4 separate regions of the Mus musculus genome follow, and regions 1, 2 and 4 are each linked to region 3. Evidence: chromatin contacts called from public HiCAR-type, HiChIP or PLAC-seq and Micro-C data. All regions are on one chromosome and are shown on one strand. Each heading gives the region's core, a stretch centred on a gene start, on an enhancer-like site or on the middle of the called end of the contact. The rest is flanking DNA. Distances are from core to core; before and after follow the strand shown.

The links. Hi-C and Micro-C count contacts between places; a contact is called where the count stands out from the background. HiCAR-type assays count read pairs that join an accessible place to other places. HiChIP or PLAC-seq counts read pairs in DNA pulled down with a chosen protein or histone mark.
Region 1: a contact with region 3 is called in an H3K4me3 HiChIP or PLAC-seq map of embryonic forebrain, with 4 times the contacts expected there. The contact joins the promoter of C230012O17Rik here to the promoter of Fut9 in region 3. A contact is called at or near these places in 2 of 39 promoter capture datasets (cranial neural crest and hippocampal neurons), 1 of 484 Hi-C or Micro-C datasets (cerebellum) and 2 of 115 datasets of contacts at active chromatin or transcription factors (embryonic forebrain and embryonic stem cells).
Region 2: a contact with region 3 is called in a Micro-C map of embryonic stem cells, with 7 times the contacts expected there. The contact joins the promoter of Klhl32 here to the promoter of Fut9 in region 3. A contact is called at or near these places in 1 of 39 promoter capture datasets (cranial neural crest) and 1 of 484 Hi-C or Micro-C datasets (embryonic stem cells).
Region 4: a HiCAR-type map of astrocytes shows a contact between it and region 3, with 5 times the contacts expected there. The contact joins the promoter of Ndufaf4 here to the promoter of Fut9 in region 3. A contact is called at or near these places in 1 of 39 promoter capture datasets (hippocampal neurons), 1 of 484 Hi-C or Micro-C datasets (cortical neurons) and 3 of 115 datasets of contacts at active chromatin or transcription factors (astrocytes, embryonic forebrain and forebrain).

What each region holds. Positions count from the first base shown.
Region 1 is chr4:24,965,204-24,969,388 of GRCm38.p6, reverse strand. C230012O17Rik (a long non-coding RNA gene) reads left to right here and starts at 1,914. Exons shown (of 3, transcript XR_881168.2): 1 at 1,914-1,965; 2 at 2,439-4,185. It overlaps Gpr63 (G protein-coupled receptor 63), which reads right to left and starts at 2,949. Exons shown (of 2, transcript NM_001379626.1): 1 at 2,765-2,949.
Region 2 is chr4:24,849,791-24,854,619 of GRCm38.p6, reverse strand. It overlaps Klhl32 (kelch-like 32), which reads left to right and starts at 3,496. Exons shown (of 11, transcript NM_001163020.2): 1 at 3,496-3,882. Gm31379 (a long non-coding RNA gene) reads right to left here and starts at 3,559. Exons shown (of 3, transcript XR_390445.4): 1 at 2,845-3,559; 2 at 2,585-2,740.
Region 3 is chr4:25,798,353-25,802,743 of GRCm38.p6, reverse strand. It overlaps Fut9 (fucosyltransferase 9), which reads left to right and starts at 2,741. Exons shown (of 3, transcript NM_010243.3): 1 at 2,741-3,155.
Region 4 is chr4:24,894,739-24,899,371 of GRCm38.p6, reverse strand. It overlaps Ndufaf4 (NADH:ubiquinone oxidoreductase complex assembly factor 4), which reads right to left and starts at 1,289. Exons shown (of 3, transcript NM_026742.4): 1 at 1,070-1,289; 2 at 696-799. The coding sequence starts at 1,205. It overlaps Gm46848 (a long non-coding RNA gene), which reads left to right and starts at 1,250. Exons shown (of 3, transcript XR_001784261.2): 1 at 1,250-2,682.

The DNA.
Region 1 (4,185 bases), core at 665-3,164, 830 kb after region 3:
ACAGCTTGTCGTCAACTTGAGAATCCATTTTTAACAAGCAGGGCCTGCTGCCTCAAGCCAGCTAAACACCAAAGCATGCTGGGCTGCCCACACTGCAAATTATGTGGAATGTTCTCCGTGTTTTGTGGTTGCGAGAGTACTGATTTTGTTCATCATCCAGTTCAAACTAAAAGACCATGTCTGACCTTACAGAAACTTCCCAAGTAATTCAAACTGACTGACAAAAATCCCATCAGCTTCAAAAAGAAAAAAAGACTATTGCCTAGTTCAACATTTCCAACGTGATTTTTCTTTTTAAGTTAAGAGACATAATGTAAATTTGAAGAAACTCCCTAATGTATTTCAAGAGAACAGTAAGAACTCACCCTAACCCTGGCTATCAAAAGCAGAGGGCGGGATGTTATGAGGAAGACCACTTGCAACAATGTAAAGAGCATTTATAGCAAAAGCAAATTGCGAACGCATTTCCCCAATAGCTAGCAAATTAAAGCAAAAATAAAAAACCACTCTAAGAGTTGCTAATTCCATCTGTAATGTTCATGTAGACACTGAAATCCCTCAGCATCAGCTGTGGAAAGCGACTGCTCCAAAGGAAGAGCATGGTACCCTTAATAGCCCTGGCAGCACTGTATTCTGAGTACTGTTTACTGAACCATCAGTGGGCCACTCTCAAATCAGACAGCAAAAGAGTTTTCACAGAGGGGAACATAGAACTTCCTCTAGGTTTGCTACTGAGGTCAACTTTCTAAGTTGTAAACTGGAGAATCACCCGAGGCCATTTTTGATGTGCTGAAAAATCTAAGTTTTACCTAGAGAATCACCTTCTAATGGTGAAATTGTTTTGATCCTGAGAAAAATGCCTGATTCAATCAACCCCAGTGGTGGGGTTGCTTTGATAGATATATGTGTGTTTAAGATCTTTGGTAATGGCATGCTAGTCCAAGCTTTATAAGAGTTGAAGTGTTTGTCAGGAAGCAGTATTCTTTAACTAAAATGTTCAAAGATAACCAACCCTAGCAAGAACAGTTTTTAGCTTCTAACCATATAGATCTGCTGTTCTTAGTGAGCATGCGCCATTGTGTCCCTGAATGATTTCCCTGTGACAGGTGACAGAGATACATGACAGACACAGGGCTTGTATGACATCATTATATCTACATAAATCCATATCCATGCACGTGAGTACAGAGAAAAGGTCTCAAAAAGAATCCTCATACAATATACGTCCCAAGTCAAGTATAGCGATATAATCTCAAAGAAGTCACACTGCCCAGGACTCAGTCACAGCCACCTTTAGAGCATCAAACCCTTACCAACCTGCCCAAAGTACAACCAACATAAGGGACAACTGCACCCAGAGTTAGGGGTTTAAGTATGAGACTTCTGAGCAAATACTTCTCCAAGAATGTTGACAAAAAATTACACACACACACACACACACATCAGAACTGATGATTAAAACAACTCTGTAAGCATTTTCTGGTAGTACATACACACATACACAGACACACACACATATAAATGTGCATGTACACATATATACATATATGTGTATATATACATACATATATGTAACAAAGTGACAAAATTATATTCCAAGACAAAAATCAATGTCCCATTTTTTTTTACAGTATTCGTGGCTATTTCTGTTATTGCAAAACTTCCATGGTACAGATAAGGCATTTCCTTAGCTATCCTTACTATTTTAGTAGCAAGTATCTTTCTTCCACATATATGAAACATATGCATAACTTACTCTGAAAAGTTCAGGATTTAAGGGCGAGAGTTTGATTATAATTGTTCCAAGTGAACTAGATGATACAATCAATTGTGTCACTAAAATGTGGGCTATGTGATACTGTGTAATACCGCACAGAACTCTTTATCAGCACTTTTGACTTCCAGCTGACATCAGATGACCACACTAACAGGAGAACGCAGAATGCAGGAACTGAAGCCCGAAAGGTAAGCATGTGGGGCTTCCTTCCCATGTGGGACCCGTGGAGAAAGACCGTCCGCAGGAGATGAACTTTCTATTAGCCTTTATCAAATAAATGATTGCTTACCTCCTTCCTGGGTAAAAGTGTCTGAAGTAAAGTCATATTATACAATAAACCAAGTATTGTTTACCATTTCTAGAAATATTACTTATAAAATCCTTAAGAAGTTAGAGCATTCTTAATCTAAGACATGATGAAAAGCAAACTTGTCGATAAACAAAGAAAATCCTTTTTTAAAAGGATGCCACTAAACCTCACCCTGCCTCACTGGGGTGGCGAAGGCGGGGGTGGGGGTGCATTCTAACGCAAAAGCCTGTATTTCCTAAGTATTTCAGACAATCCAAATATTTCATCAAAGATCACTTCTGAAAACTGGATCAGCCCTGGGGGTTAATTTCTCATAAAGCTACGTTGCTAAGTTTTTTTTTAAATACCCAGGCGAACATGCTGAGTCTCAGCCTAGAGTGGAGAGCCCAGGGCGGGAAAGTTCCCGAGGGTCACAGCCCTCCGCGAGGTCTGCTCGGCGGAGCCCCGGCTGGAGCACCGGGGATCAAGGAGGCCCGAAGCAGCGCAGGACATCGCGTGGCCCCGGGAAGCCGCGGCCGCGCCGGGAGCCTCTCCGGGTTGCCGGCTGCCGAGTCAGCCGCTTCCTGCCGCGGGGTCCGGAGAGAGCCGCGCTCCGCGCCACCAGCCAGCCCGTCCGACCGACCGCCCGCCCGCCCGCCCGCCCAGGATGCGCTCGCCTGCCAGGGAAGCGCTCACACCTCGCACAAAAGGCGCCGCGGCGGGACGGCGGGGAGTAGGCGACCGCTGCCTCCCGGAACTTTGCGGACATCGCACCGCAGCTCCACAGCTCCGAGCCCCCGGCGCAGGAGGAGGCCGAGGCGGCGGCGGAGAGTCGGGGCATCGCCCGGCAGTGCCTCCGCCTTGCCGGCTGCCGGCGGCTCCCGCCCCCGGTTAACCAGCGCTCGCTCTTAAAGGCGCCCGCTGCTGGTTAGGCCGCGAGGTAAGGAAGAGAGGAGTGGGGTGGAGGCAAGGAAAGGGGGAGGGGGCAGCTCAGACAGGCTCCCGGGAGTCTTCTGCAGTCTAAACTCAGACTCCTCTCGCTCCAGGTCCCCAGGTCACCCCACCCCCTAAAACGGGAGTTAAGTGCTCAGACCCTACACCAAAGATGTGTAGCCACTGCTGGCTAGCTCAGGAAACCTCACATTTGCTTGAACTGCCCACACCTCTGTTAAGATCTTTATCTTAACACCCCCCATCCCTGCCTGGGCCACACTTACCATAGAGCTAAAATCGGCGCCCAATGGGACCATGCTTCCCTCCGCTGATTGGGCAGCCTCCCGGGTGTTTCTTCATTTCCAACACTGTGAGGAGGGGCTCATCTGGAGCACTTCACATTGAAGACCAGCTTGGACCCTTACCTGGACCGCTGAAGGAGTCGTGAACTATAGTGGCAGACATGCCTTGCTTTGACCCATGCTCACCTGCCCGGTGGCTTCCACCTGGATTGCTAGAACCACTGGCATTCATGATCACCAAACTGGACTCAGGAAGAACCTGAAGGAAAGATACCACCATCAAATCTCAGTTATGGTGCTTTTGAAATGTTGCTTCCAAGTGATAAATGACACTTACTGTTTTCCTAACCATCGTCCACATTTATGGCAGAGTGGAGGGCCCAGGAGGCTCGGAGCACTAGCAGTTTTCCTGACTCCACAGCAGACCAGCATCCAAAGCTGCTGTTGTATCTGTTGGTTTCAATCCTTGCTTCGCAGTCCTGTGGGACCACTCTAACGGAAATGGAAAGGAAGATGTTAGGCAATTAGGGGGTATGATCCAGCCTGGGCTTCAAACATCAGTCCCAGCAAAGGACTCTGAAGGTATGAGTGACATTTTCTAATTCAAAGGAGCTTGCACCTTTTAGCCCTGGCTTCAACCAACTTGGTTCTTACCCTTAGGCCACTGTGGAGTACACGGCTGCTTGCAAGAGGTAGAAGCAATTTGTGTTACCAGATGGAGAGAAACTAAGCTCCAGGCTTTGGAGAAAAGAAAGCGGGAGGGAGGGCAAGGAAGGGGAGGAGAAGGGAGGAGAGAAGAGGGGAGGAGGAAAAGAAACAAGGAAGGCTCCGTCCTAGTGAAGAGAATCCATCATAAAGCAGTTGGGATGGCTGGATCTAATAAC
Region 2 (4,829 bases), core at 2,247-4,746, 950 kb after region 3:
ATTCACTTTATATTTTGATTGCTGCCCCCTCTTCTCCTGGTCATCTGTTCCCGCAGTCTCTCTCCCGTCCCCCTTCCCCCTCTCTTCTGAGAGAGTATACGCCCACCCTGGCACATCAAGTCACTGCAGGACTAGGTACATCCTTTCCCACTAAGGCTAGGCAAGGTAGCCTCTTTAGGGGAATGGGATCCACAGGCAGGCAACTGATTTAAGGACAGCCCCCACTCCAGTTCTTGGAGTACCTGCATGAAGACAGAGCTTTTCTTGGGGAGGGGGGATAGGTCTAGCCTGGGTATGCTCTTTGGTTGGTGATTAGTTGACTCTGTTGGTCTTCCTGTGGAGTTCCTATCCCCTCTGGGCCCCCATCCTTGAACTCTTCTATAAGATTCTGGAGCTTCATCCAATGTTTGACTGTGAGTCTCTGCATCTGTTGCTGGGTAGAACCTCTCATAGGGGAGTTATGCTAGGCTCCTGTCTGCAAGCATAACAGGGTATCATTAATACTGTCGGGGATTGGTCTATGCCCATGGGCTAGGTCTCAAGTTGGTCTAGTTATTGGCTGGCCATTTCCTCAGTCTCTGCTTTATTTTTTTTCCCATGCATTTTCTTGTAGACAGGACAAATTTTGGGTCAAAAGTCTTGTGCATGTATGATCTACTCTTGCTTCCACTATTTAATTATATTTAATGATACTTTCTATTTACTCTAAACAGATATTTCAGTCACTATAGCTAGTATAAAGTGGTCAGTATAGTCCCTATAGTGAGGAATACTTTATGATTTTTAAGGGAGTGCTTAATTTTTTAAAAAAGATGTTAAAAGGCACAGAATTCAAATGCTTAATGCAATTTTTGGTAATTGTGTGCATGCTGCTTTTTAAATATATGATTATTTTAATACACTTTATTTTAGCTATAATTATATTACTTCCTCCTTTGCGTTTCTTCCCTCCAACCTTCCACATTGCTCCCCACTCTCAAATTGGTAGCCTCTTTTTATTATTACTATTGTTATACATCTAATATATATGCTCAAATATATGAATATAACACACTGAGTCTATTTTTGTTTTTTATGTGTATATGGTTTCTGTGCTGACAACTTTGTACTGGATAACTAATTAGAGGGCTCATCCCTGGGAGAGTTTAATTCTTCTTGCAGTGGTCATCAGTTGCCTATAGTTCTTTGTTTAGCTCTCCTAGACTCTAGGGGTATGTCTCTTGGGCTGACAATACTCTCCATAAGAACCATACATTAAGAGAACCCCTGGTATCAGGCATGAGAACCGTCCCTTCAAGTGGTTGGTCAGGGTAATCCAAGTGGCTTCTGTAGGAGTTGTTCTGATGCTAAGATCTGGGAGCTCTTCAGAGACAAGGAGATTCTCATGTGTACCAAATGATGCTATATAACCTTGCTCCCCAAGTTAATTGGTCAATAAAAGGCTAAGGCCTATGATTAGGCAGTAGATAAAGGTAGCTGGGTTTTCAGTTACCCAGCTAGAGGTTGCAGGTAGAAAGAAGAGGGAGAGAAGAAAGGAAACCAAGGGAGGAGGAGGCTGCCATGAAAGGAGAAGAGCCATAAACACATGGCCTGGAGAAACAGCAAGTAACAAAGGACATATGGCTGGGATATAAGTTAAAATAGTTCTAAAACCTGCCCAATCTAGGCTTACAGCTTGCAAATAAAATACCTGGATTGTGTGTCTTTTATGTGGGCTAGCTAGAATGATTAATTCCAAATAATATAGGCCATTGCTTTGCCCTTGGATGCCTCTTAGAGGTTGCTGAAGGCACCACACAGGGCACTTGGATGATTTGAACTGGATCTAATCATTGAGTCCCCTTTCTGTGCCCTAGCTTTGATAGTATTAGAAAGCACTATGCTAGCTTCCAAGGGAGGGAAGAAGTTAATAGTTAATGCCCAGCTGTGATGCCTATGACCCACAATGATCATCATGGCAAGATATACATACACATACAGTAAGTGGTACTCACATGCTGTTAGGAACCAACAGCTGTCAAATTGGACTTAAGGCGCTTTCACCAGGGGGCAAAGCAGGTTTGTGCCAGAAACCTACCCAAGCTAGTGAGGTCACAGGTCTTAGAAGATAATCTATTACTACCCCTTTGTCAAGCCAGCATAATTTCTTAACTACGTTTAAAACTATCCTTATGCCTACAAATAAGTGTAGCTCTCACCCCTTAACATAGAAGCATCTTTTTACAGCAAATGGAGACCATCACAGGAAAACACAACTGAGCATAGATTAACAGATCAAGAGACCTCAGCTTCAATGGACATAGCACAGCACAGCTCCTCTGCAGCTCAGGGGCCACGCGCGCAGAAGCAGAGGAAAGATTGTAAGAGCCCAAATACTAGGAACTTTAGCTTTCCTGGAAATGGCTTCATAAACAAGACCTTACAAACTGACACCATCAGTAAGCATGCTAAAGCTGAAGATGCAGCGTCTTATGTCTTGACACCATTGTTAATATTTTGAGGGTCATAATGCTTTCACATTTGATCTTCCAGCATAAAATGAAGAAGCAGTTGCTTAAGAAATATTCTAGAGTCTAGCACTAACCTTCTTTGCAGTCAGGTGTAATACTTTTCTCTGCATATACTCTGGTGTCCAGGAGTGTTAGGTCAGCATCCGTTAGTCCAATATGGAAATCGTGGCATTAAAGAGCGGAGACAGGCAGATCTCAGAAGACCAAACACATCTCAAACTCTTGTGGGTCTAAAAGTGGAAAATGATTGCTGAACCATTGGTTTGAGAAAAATTAAGAAATCAAAACGGATCTAGGCCTCTCTGCTAGCTCCAGTGTATGGAAGAACACAAACCTTTCCGTTTTGTAGAATTCCTGGATATATTTTAAGTCTTGCAGTATTTTAATTCACTCGTGTCTACTAAGTATTTCTCTCCAACTTCAAGTCTACCACTCTTGACTTCACATTCGACCAAGGTTTCCAATTCAGAGGTGCAGTATTACTTATTAAAATTATTCATTTTCCATAAAAGGGAGTTTCTCAGCGTGTTTACACACTGCCCCTCAGCTATGCCAAGCCTGGTAATTCAACAATGGTGTCAGCGTTTTAGTGCTGTCTAGTGATAGTCAAATACTCCCTCTTCGCTCTGGTTCAGGACAAGTCTACCTATGCAGGCTATGGTTTCTTAAAAAGTTGCTCCACACTTATCCTCAAAGGTACATTATTAACAAGAATTCTCAGAAGGCCACAGCAGGCTATTCTGGGCTAGTGCCTCTGAATAAGTCAGCCAAGTCAGGGACAGGGGAGCGCGCTCCATGGGGAAGGTGGCACCTGCAGGCTTAGACACTTCCAGCCCTAGGAGGCCTGGGACCAGGATTTAGTGTCAGGGCCATAGTAGCAGCAGAGGCCTGCGGGAGTAGCAGGCTGTGCGCGTGACCCGCGACAAGCGGCTCGGGTGCGGGAGCGCGGAGAGGGGGACTTCCGGGGAGCGCGCGTGTCACGGGCGAACGCGGCGGGGCGGGAGCGCGCACCGGCAGGAGGGCGGAGCGGCTGTGAGGGGAGGCTGGAGACCGGCTGCTGGGAGGGTAGAGCGGGCCGGGTCGCACGCGCCACCTGCGGGGCTGGCTGGCTTTCTCTTCCTGCCGACACATCCCGGTCCCTCTCCGAAGCCCCTGGAGTTCGGGAGCGCGCGGGGTAGCGCGCACACCGACTCGCATCCACACACACGCCAGAGCGCGCGATCATCACTGCTGCAGCCCGGGCAGGGCAGACGGAGCTGCTGCAGTTTCCCCAGGGTCGAGAGGAAAGCAGAGCTGTCTTGCCTGGCAGAGAGCCTGGTGCCCGCTGGAGCCCCTGGGGTATCAAGCCCAGCAGACTGCTCCCCTCCATCGGGTAAGCCAGTCTCTCTCCTTGTGACAGGTTCGGAATTAGTGTCAGCAGACCCATGGGAGAGGGTGGGAGGCTGCGGATGAGCCAGACCCGGCGAGACCTGGAGTTGCGGTTTCAGAAGATGCAGCCTCTGCTGGCAACGTCTAGCGGGAGCAATTACTACTCTGGTTACTTATTCTACCAACCTAGAGTTGCAACCCCCTCCCCCAACCCGGTATGCACTATGCTTCCTGGTTGCCAAGGAGACGTGTTTAAACATCAGCCTTGGGACATACATTGGAAGAAGTGATTTCTTAGATCCTTTTTATTTTGACTTAAAACAAAGTAGTATGTGCATTGAGGACCTTGTGGCAACTTAGCAGTCGTTAATTTGTATTCAGACAGTGGTTTCATTCAACTTTAAGAAAGTGACTATACGTATGCGATTTTTTTTAAAGGACCCGTCAGTCAGATGAGTTTTTCAATGGATTGTGTCTTACATGGTAATTTACTACCATCTTGGTGACCTTAAAAGAAATTTAATTTAGAAGCTGCCCTTTCCTTCTGTTTCCAGTTCTAGTTTGCATTTCACTAGTATTAAATTAACTGTAAGAGCAGATGATTTTTATTGTGGCTCCCACACCGGGAAGCTTTTCTGTTGTAAATTGGCCAGAAGGGGAACAGCGCCTGTGAATTTCTAAGGCAACAGTATAGATGACATTCACTCACGACATACAGCGTTTCTGACATTTCTGTGTCCACTGCAGCCCGTTTGTGAAATTCCATCTTCCAGCCTAATTGGTTGATTAGAAGTTAAAGCTTCGTTTCTATGTTGATAGAGGTAGACATGAAGTGCTTGCCCTGGCATACTGTCCTAGAACAACGCTCACATTAGAATTTTGTTTTCTTCTGGAATACGGAAGAACCCTTTCCTAAAATGAGGCCCATGAAGGACACCATACGCCTGACCT
Region 3 (4,391 bases), core at 1,492-3,991:
ATCAAATTTTTTGCATGACCCCTTCAGTCCTGGGCCATCAACTGCAATTGAGGCTGTACCTTCACTAATGGCTGTTGCTGGCCTTTTACAGTGTCAGGCCTTAGCTGCTCTCCATGACCACTTTGTGTCTTCAAATCCAGTACCATCTCAAACTAGAGGCAAGAGGCAGAGAGCACACTATAGATGGTAGAAGATTTTTTTAAAACCTCATGCCCACCCTTACTAACATGCCTCATCTAACAAGGTCATATTCCTTAATTCTCCCCTAATAGTTGCAACCACTGGAACCCAACAAAATTTATTAGCCTAAGGAGGTTCCTCTCACTTAAACTACTACACTTATAAAAAACACAATCAAAGGATATGAAATTGAGGTGGGGATAGGGTTAGATTATGGAAGGATTTAGGAGGTAGGGGTTAATAATACAATATATTGTATGAAAGCCCAAAAGTCTCAACTATATGAAAATTATATAAATCACTACATTAAAGTCGGGGATATCCTAATCATATATGAGGAAATTTGTTTTTTGTTGTTATTTTATTTATTTACATTTAAAATGTAAATCTGCCCATGTGATTCCCTCTCCCCTTTGTCTGGAAGTTTGTACTTTATTAATTCTCAGTAACCACAATTAATTAAACAGTTACTGCCATTTGCAAACTTCATGATTCATCTCTGAGTAAGAGTGCTGAGTGGGATATTATGCTTCATCAATCATTACCTTTCCATGTTCTTTAAATGATTAATAATCGGTGGGTCTACCTGGTGTACTGCTGTGTGTACATGCTGGACACAGCAACATGTGCTCTAGAAGCTGAGGCGTCTGGCCCATTGGCCCTTACTGAATAGATGGTCCTCTTATTCTGATCATCAAAAAGACATGAAACCAAATGTTTTCATTGGCATGCATGCTGAACATGAAAGAGTCTAACAAGTTAGAGACACTGTCAAATAGTAACTTATCACTAAAATTTAACTTTTATTTTTCTTCAAGTAAAACAATACAGGAAGAGATAGAAGTTTTTCAATAATATGTAAGGCTGACTTGTTGCAGTAAAAATGTTTTTCACACTGCATTCATAACTGAGAAAGCATTTATTTTAATATGAGTACATTTGTTATATAAGGCATAATTATGTAAAGTAAAATGTCTAAATTATTTTAGAGACTAAGATCCTTTAGCACATGAAGATTTCTACATTCAGAAAAGCAGTGTGAGCCCATGGACACATGCTTGGTGCACATACACACACACACACACACACACGCGCGCGCGCGCGCACACACACACACACACACATGCACACACACACATGCACACACACATGCACACACACACACGCACACACCCACACACACATGCACACACACACATGCACTCACACACACATGCACACACACACATATGCACACACACCCACACACACACCCACACACACATGCACACACACACATGCAACACACACACATGCACACACACACACACACACATGCACACACACACACACATGCACACACACACACACACACACACACACACACACACACACACCCCAGAACTTCCTTTCTCCAGTGCTCTGCTAAGAAGTACAGGGATACTTACTGTATCATTTGAAGAGAGTTTAACTAGACTACTTTTTCTACCTGTATCATTACACACATCATCCACTTGCTTCCTGTCTGCTGCCTATTTCCAATCAGAATGCGAAGATTATGAAACAAAATCAAGGTTCACAGAAATCAGTCAGCGATACTCTGATTGTCGTTATATTTACTAAATGTGTGAATTTATTCCTTGATTCTTGAGTGTAAGAGGAGCCCCTAAATATACTTTCTATATGTATTTGAATCGTAGTCTAAAAGTAAATTTCGAGGATTGACTTGTAGTCCAACAAAATAAACAAAAACTTTGCAAAGTGGAGCTCTATCTATCTATCTATCTATCTATCCATCCATCTATCCTTTCTTTCTCTCTCTTCCTTCTTCCTTCCTTCCTTCCTTCCTTCCTTCCTTCTTTCCTTCCTACCTTTCTTTCTGTCTTTCTATCTATCCATCCATGTATCTATCTATCCATCTATCTTTCTATGTGTCTATCTACCTATGAATTTATATTTTAATGTTGCTTACAGAGAAGAGTCAATTCTGAGCACAACACTGCCCTTCACATTTACAACCTTCCCAAATCACTGAGAATTTGGTTCCAGACAATCTGCCCCTCCTATTTTAGTTTAATTTTAATCACCCCCCAACCTGACCCCGGACTTTAGCTGGTCAACCCCAGTGAAGAACAAACACAGGCAGCAGATACAAGGGACTGGAGAAGGTTGCCTGCATTGAGCTCCCTGCTGTCGCCTTCTGGCTGGACAGTCCGTGCCAAATAGCGCCTGGGGGGTGGGGGTGGGGGACAGCAATAAGGAACTGACAGAAGCGGTTGCTGCAAGTCCACAGTTTGACCTAAAAGGAGAGTGGAGGAGGGTGGCAGACTAAGAGTCTGCATATCGGAGACGCAGCAATGGAACCAGTGGCTATGTGTGCGCGCACAGGTGCCACAGGCCTGGAGAGCAATGCTGTGTCTCTGCAGCCTCCCGACTCAACACACGCGGTGGCTTGCTGAAACTGCATCCGCAGCCGAGCGTGGGTACTCCCAGGCACAGTCACCGGAGGAAGAGCCAAAGGAAAGGGCGCGAAGGGGGTTAGCATGGAGCGGCAGGGTATTGGGGCAAGACCCACAGGCTCATTTTGGAGCTCCTCTGGTGGGAACCTGTACCCGGCTGCTATGCTCCTCCCTTCTCTTCCCAACTCTCGGTGATCATCTCCATCTCCCCTCGCGCATCCCTTCCCCCCTCCCTGCTTTCTTTGCTCTCCCTCCCTGCCGCGTGCCTGCTCCCCTCCCCCTCTCCTGGCTGCTCTGGGCAGCAGCAACCTCGGCAGCCCGGGAGATGGGAAGAGAGCGCGCGGGGCGCTGCAGCTCTGGAGCCCTGGATCTTTCCTCACCCGGTGCCTTGAGACCCCGCCGCCGCTCTCGCCTCTTGGCTACCCCCGGACTCCGGCTACGCTACTAGGACAGCGCCGCCACCACCGCCAGCCCTCGTCCCGCCCGCGCCGCGCTGCCCTCCCGCGCCCTGGATGGAGCTTTCCCTCGCTGGGATCGGTGAGTACCAGAGACTCTAGGGGGTCAGGCACAGGACTGAGCGCCCACCGTACATCGTTAGATGAGGCACCCCGACCACCTGCTGGGTACCCTCCTGGCACAGGTCCCCGGGGACATTTGGTTTTAACTCAACCAGCTTGGAACTTGAACCCTTTCTCTTCCAGAGATAGCTGCTTGTACATCTTAGTCCCTTGTCACCCTCCTGCCCTCCCGCTGCTACCCTCATTCCCCGGGCAGATAGCCTTCTCCTGGTGTCACTTCAAAGAGAGTCATTGCTGCCCTTGTTGTCCCCAGGTTTTTGTGAATTCTGTCTTCTGCCTAGCGCTCGGACCTAGGTTTCTCCACAAAGTCCTCCTCTGACCCACCTTCCCTCAAAGCCTGACCACAGAGTCATTGGTCCTGCCATCCCGTTCCTCCTCAGAGACTTAGTGAATGCTGACCTCATTGCTTCCACATGATGCTGTCTTGAAGCTTTTCTGACACTCACCTCCAAACCCACACTGACACGCGGTGTGTTCTGTTTATTGTGTCTCTGCACCTGGGCTATTAAGGTGATAATCAACCATGGAAAGAGGACAAAAACAGGAAATCTTTTGGGACTAAACTTTTTGTCATTGTTTCAAAGTGCCCAACTATTTACATCGCTTAGATTCCTTCTTGTCTGAGGGCTTGTCCGCTGAGCACAAGGAAGGGCCCATATTATTTTACCTGTTATCACAGAATCTACCTTTTTTTCAGGTTTAGAGCAGAGCACCTTACACAGTCCAGCTGTGAATCTCCCTAAGCTACGCCACCAAATCTCGGCGGCAACTTTTAAGGATAGGCAGCTTTTTTAAAAAGAGGTGGAACCAGACATACCGTTTACAATCGCTTTATTATTGTTGTTATGATTTTAAATTTCAATAAGTTAAAGCCCTTATTTCCTTTGTGTTTATTGACCTAAGAGCGGAAGGTTGTACAGAGAACTTCCACACCACGCGCTTCAGGGGCGGTGTAGGTGTAGTCTCTAGCTATCCTAATGAGTTTCCTGAATGCAGCAGACCTTCCTGCTGGAATCAGGCTTATCATTTGTGGTTAGCTTGAACAAAAATAAGCATTGTGTTCAAAGAGTGAATCTGACGGGGAGTGGAGGGTTCCTGTGAACAGGAAAGGAGGTGATTTAAATACTAAAATTTGTATTCAAGATTCCTCTGTGCTGTAGTGAAAAGCAAGATCCCATACAACTTATGATTTACA
Region 4 (4,633 bases), core at 40-2,539, 900 kb after region 3:
CAGGCCCAGGGTTAAATGTCACTTCCTCAGAAGCAGCCTTTCATCTTCCCCAGCCCGTAATTACATTATAGTTGTACAGCTGCTCATCCACGGAATGGTCTGTGGTCCGCAACGTACCATGGGCCTCAGAGAGTAATTACTGTTTTAATCACTACACACAACACTTACACCTGACACAGGAGACATACCCATCATTCCAGCATGCTATATTAACTTACATATAATATTACATATCCTGTTGGGACACATCCTCAAAACTATGAACGTGCCCCCACTCCAAACCCCCAAACACTGAGGTTGTCATTAAGAGCATCTTAATTTACAGAATATGAAATAGCTCTCAAAGTCATACTGGTCACTCAGAAAACCACTAAAAAATGCCGTAACCCAACCCTACAACTTCTGCAATAAACAATTCACACAGGTCCATCCAATCAATCCCTTCACAGGTCTTTCGGTATACCCTAAGTATACCCTAAGTATACCCTAAGTATACCCTAAGTATCGAAGGGGGTCCAGGCCTGCCTGTGTCTAGCTGTCTGTGCTCTACACTGACTGCTCCCCTCTACACACACACACACACACACACACACACACACACACACACTTTGCACTTTCACTCGTTGCCCTCTTTTTCTTGATCACTTTCTCAGACCTCCAAAATAAACTGCCAACTTAATTAACGTATACATTACCGGCAAGGCAGGCACCGGATCTTTGGAATCGACATATACATCTCTTAGCAATGACAGCAGCTTGTTATCTTTTTTAGAAACAACTTCTTCGATTTCTGGATACTCTAAGGAAAGAAAATAAGCCATAGTATCTTTTTTTTTTTTTTTTAAGGAAAAAAATCTCTAAACTCGTAAACATGTACAATATTAAAAAAAAAAATCATCTGGACATCTTGGGGCAAACACTTGGACGAGAGTCTGCGTGCAGCCTGCGCAGACGCCGGGAGAGAGCGCGGGCTGCCTTGGGCTCCGGGATTCCTTCCAGCCGCCACCACCCGGGGCCCGCGCGGGGACGACCTCAATGTCACCGGAGGCCTGGGAGGGACTGCACTCACGACTCCGGTGCTCCTGCAGGAGGTCGCGGGTAGAAGGGTGCTTGGGTGCCATGGAGGGCTTCCTCTTGCTGATCTCTCGCTCCGCTCGCTTCTCCACGTTGAAGTTCCTTAAGGCGCGGGTCACGCGAGCCCCCATCTCTAAATCATGATGCCCTTAGTTCACTACGCACGTGTAGAAGCCACCGGCACCGGTGACCTCTGTACGCACGGAGCATGCGCACACCAGGGGCCAGGCACCGGTAAAACGCCGAGGACGCGCTCGTCGCCCCCTGGTGGCCGGGAGGACGCACCCTGGACTCCGCCCCGCCCACCCTTCCGCACAGGCGCATGCGCAGACATCTGGGCGTTGTCAGGGACGCCGGCCGGCGACTCCGGAGTCTTTAAGGATGAGCTGCTGTGATCCCACGGTTGCAAAATCCCGAGTAGCCAGTGTGGAGCGGAGATCTTCCAACCTCTTCAGAGGGCAGAGCGCAGGGTCAAGGTTCTGAATTTACCTGCCCATGCTTTTGAGAAATTGAGAATATTTGTTCTCAGCCGCAATTCCATTCTAACAGCCCTTATTTTCCTGTCCCTTGCCTGGAGCTTTCTGAGCCAATTTTGTGTTGGTTTTGTTTGTTTGTTTTAACTCTTTCACTATCTTGACATACCATTTTCCTGCCACTTTGTCCCTAGTGCTATGAGTTTTAGGCTTTCCTTCCCCTTCTCTCATAAGTAGTACTAACTTGACATACTCCTCCATTAGCGCTGAATCACCGTGCTCTTCTCAGCCCCATTTCTCAGCTCTACTGCCTCTCGAGTCTCTGTAATCTTGGCAAACCCTGGTGTAACTTAACGCTGTATTTGGAAAAAGAAAAAAAAAATCTACGGTACACATTCTATCTTCCTTTCCCCTTCTCTTCCACCCACCCTTTGTCTCTTCCTTCTTTTACGTTTCCGAAAGTATTCAATGTGATTGGCCCATAGTTTTTAAAGCCCACCAGCAAGAAAATAAGTTTTCGAATTAATATTTTTCCCAGACTGTGGTTGTGAAATCTATTAAAGATTTTAGCCTGGTTGGTTAGGTGAATAGATTAGTTGTGTCTAACCAACTTAAAGAAAAAAATTAGGGGGAGGGGTTTTCATTTTTTTAAGGACTATTACTAATTAAACTGTTTCATAATAGAGAAAACACTAGAGGGGTAAAGTTCTCACTGTTGCTTATGAAACCTGTCTCTGGAGATGGGTTATGTAGAAGCTAAAACCGTGTTCAGTGAGTTAATTTGTTAGTTATCCTGAAGGTGGCAGTCTGCTCCAAGATTTCCATCTGAGAGCTTTTTAAACAAGTTCATAACTGGGTGCCTTTTTTTTAAAACCAATTTCTCTGGACATCAAGAAATGTTCCTTGGCCTCATTAAGTCTGTTCTGTGCTTTAAGAATTATAGTAGCAATTCCACTCACTGCCTGCTAAAGTATTTTAAATTTTCATGTGATTCCACCAAACTTAGGGCTACATGAAAGTAACCTTACACAAGAGTTTCGAGTGAGTCCAGGACAGCAGATAGTACAAAATTAAAGATCTGTGAATTTCTACACGCAGGAAAGCTTGGATTTGACACTGGAAGAGACAGTGGCAGGTGAGCCTATTGTTTTATCTAGCCTTGGCCTGGGGTTACTCAGACCCTTAAAGACCAAAACAAGGCAGAGAGGCTCCAGCAGAACCCACCTTTGGCTATCTTACTTTGGTAATCAGAATGGAAACAAAATCCTGGACCATAAATCCATAATTTCAGCTCTTCTTGTCAAGACATACAATGTAGCAGAAGGTCTGAACTTAAGATTTTCTTTCTGGCTTCTGCCTGAGGATTGAAGGCAGACCCTCAAGGGAAGTCAGAAGTCTGCTTTTCTCTCAGCCAAACTGAAGTAAGGTTGATAGCTGATAATGAATGATAGTGATGAACTCCAAATATCACCAAAACAGTAAAATGCTAGTTTTTGAGAAGAGACATTTTCCTTTGTTTTGTTTCGTGCTGTATGCCCAAATGGTGCCAGGACAAAGTGGGTGTTTATGCCAAGATCAGTTTCAATCATTGACTAGCATGCTCTTTCCATGTGATGGTGTTGTTGAACCTGGGAAGGCTGGAACATCAATAGGCATTATAACAAGGGTCTAGAATGCCATCTGCCTTTGCCTCGCACTCGCAGCAGTAATAGTCACCATCAGGTAGAACCTGCAAGCTTCCCTCACCATTGTGTAGCAATTTCCTCCTGGTTGAACCTTCCCTCCTAAAGCAGGAGGGATGCTTATGAGACTCAGGAAGTCAACAGAGCTTACAAATCTGGGAAAGCTGAAGGCTACATGTTAAAGAAGGCCACTGAATAGTGCTAGGGAGAGGAGGATTAGAGGTGAGGAGCTGCCTGCCCGTCAGACAAAGAGCTCCAGAATTGCTGTCTCAGTGAGCTGTTACCCAGATCGCAGCAGGCTGGTTAGTGAAATGGCTCCTTACTAGTCATCCCGTTCCTCTAATGTATTCCAGTGAGTAACCCTCCCCCCAAAATTCACTGGCTTCCCAAGTTGGACTCTGGTGGAATTATATACTTTATCCATTCATTGGTTCCCTAGCTCCAGTTAGTAGACATTTATTCACGTCTTCCGAAGAAGTGTCAGGCACACAATACTTACCCTCCTCAGTTCTCCTCTCTGCCTCTACTCACCATTACACACTCCTCCCTGTACAGAACACACTTCAGTGTCCTACAAGGCATTTTAGAACTTACACTCAGGAAGTAGGTGACTCAAGTTCAAGACATACGCTAAAGGCGTTATAGTGAGCAAGTTGCAGATGTTCGTGGGTCTCAGAAATATCTTTGTGGGATATTGATGTTGAGGGAGAATCTCTCTAAAATCTGCACTACAGTACAGGAGTCAATGGATTTGTAAGAGCCCAATTCACATTATTTCTGAGGTTGTAGGTTTGGCTAGTTTTATAGTGACATGGAGTTACTTGTTTGTGAAACTTGCAACTGGAATCAGAGGCACCCAGACTTCAAGACAAAAGGCATTAGTCTTTTTGTAGATCTAGTGTTCAAACTAAGGAACTGTGAACCTTATAAATCACAGTGAAAAGAAACACAGATCTCTGCTCAAAAGAAATATATTATGAGCCAAATATGAATGACCATAGCTTGAGAATATAGATTCAGGTTGTCCTAAATGATATGATCTAGTGTGGGAGTGGGTATGTAAACTTTTCATAAGCCAGAACAAAAGAGCCATAAATTAATGGGCTTACCAAATATACTTATTGTGGCAAGGTTACCTAATAATAGCAGCTGCTAAAAGGGCTATTTGTTTTGGTTTACAGTCCAAGGCTATACAGACTATCAAGGCAGAGAAAGCATGGTAGCAAAAGTGAGACACCTAGTCACTTTGCCTCTGCATTCAGGAAACAGAAAAAAAAAAAAAAAAAAAAAAAAAAAAAAAAAAAAAAACCCTGGTGCTCGTCTTGTCACGCTCCAAACCCATGAAATAATGTCACTCACATTTCCCATTGCAAGAAACCCTATCAAGATAGGGAGCCCAGAGGC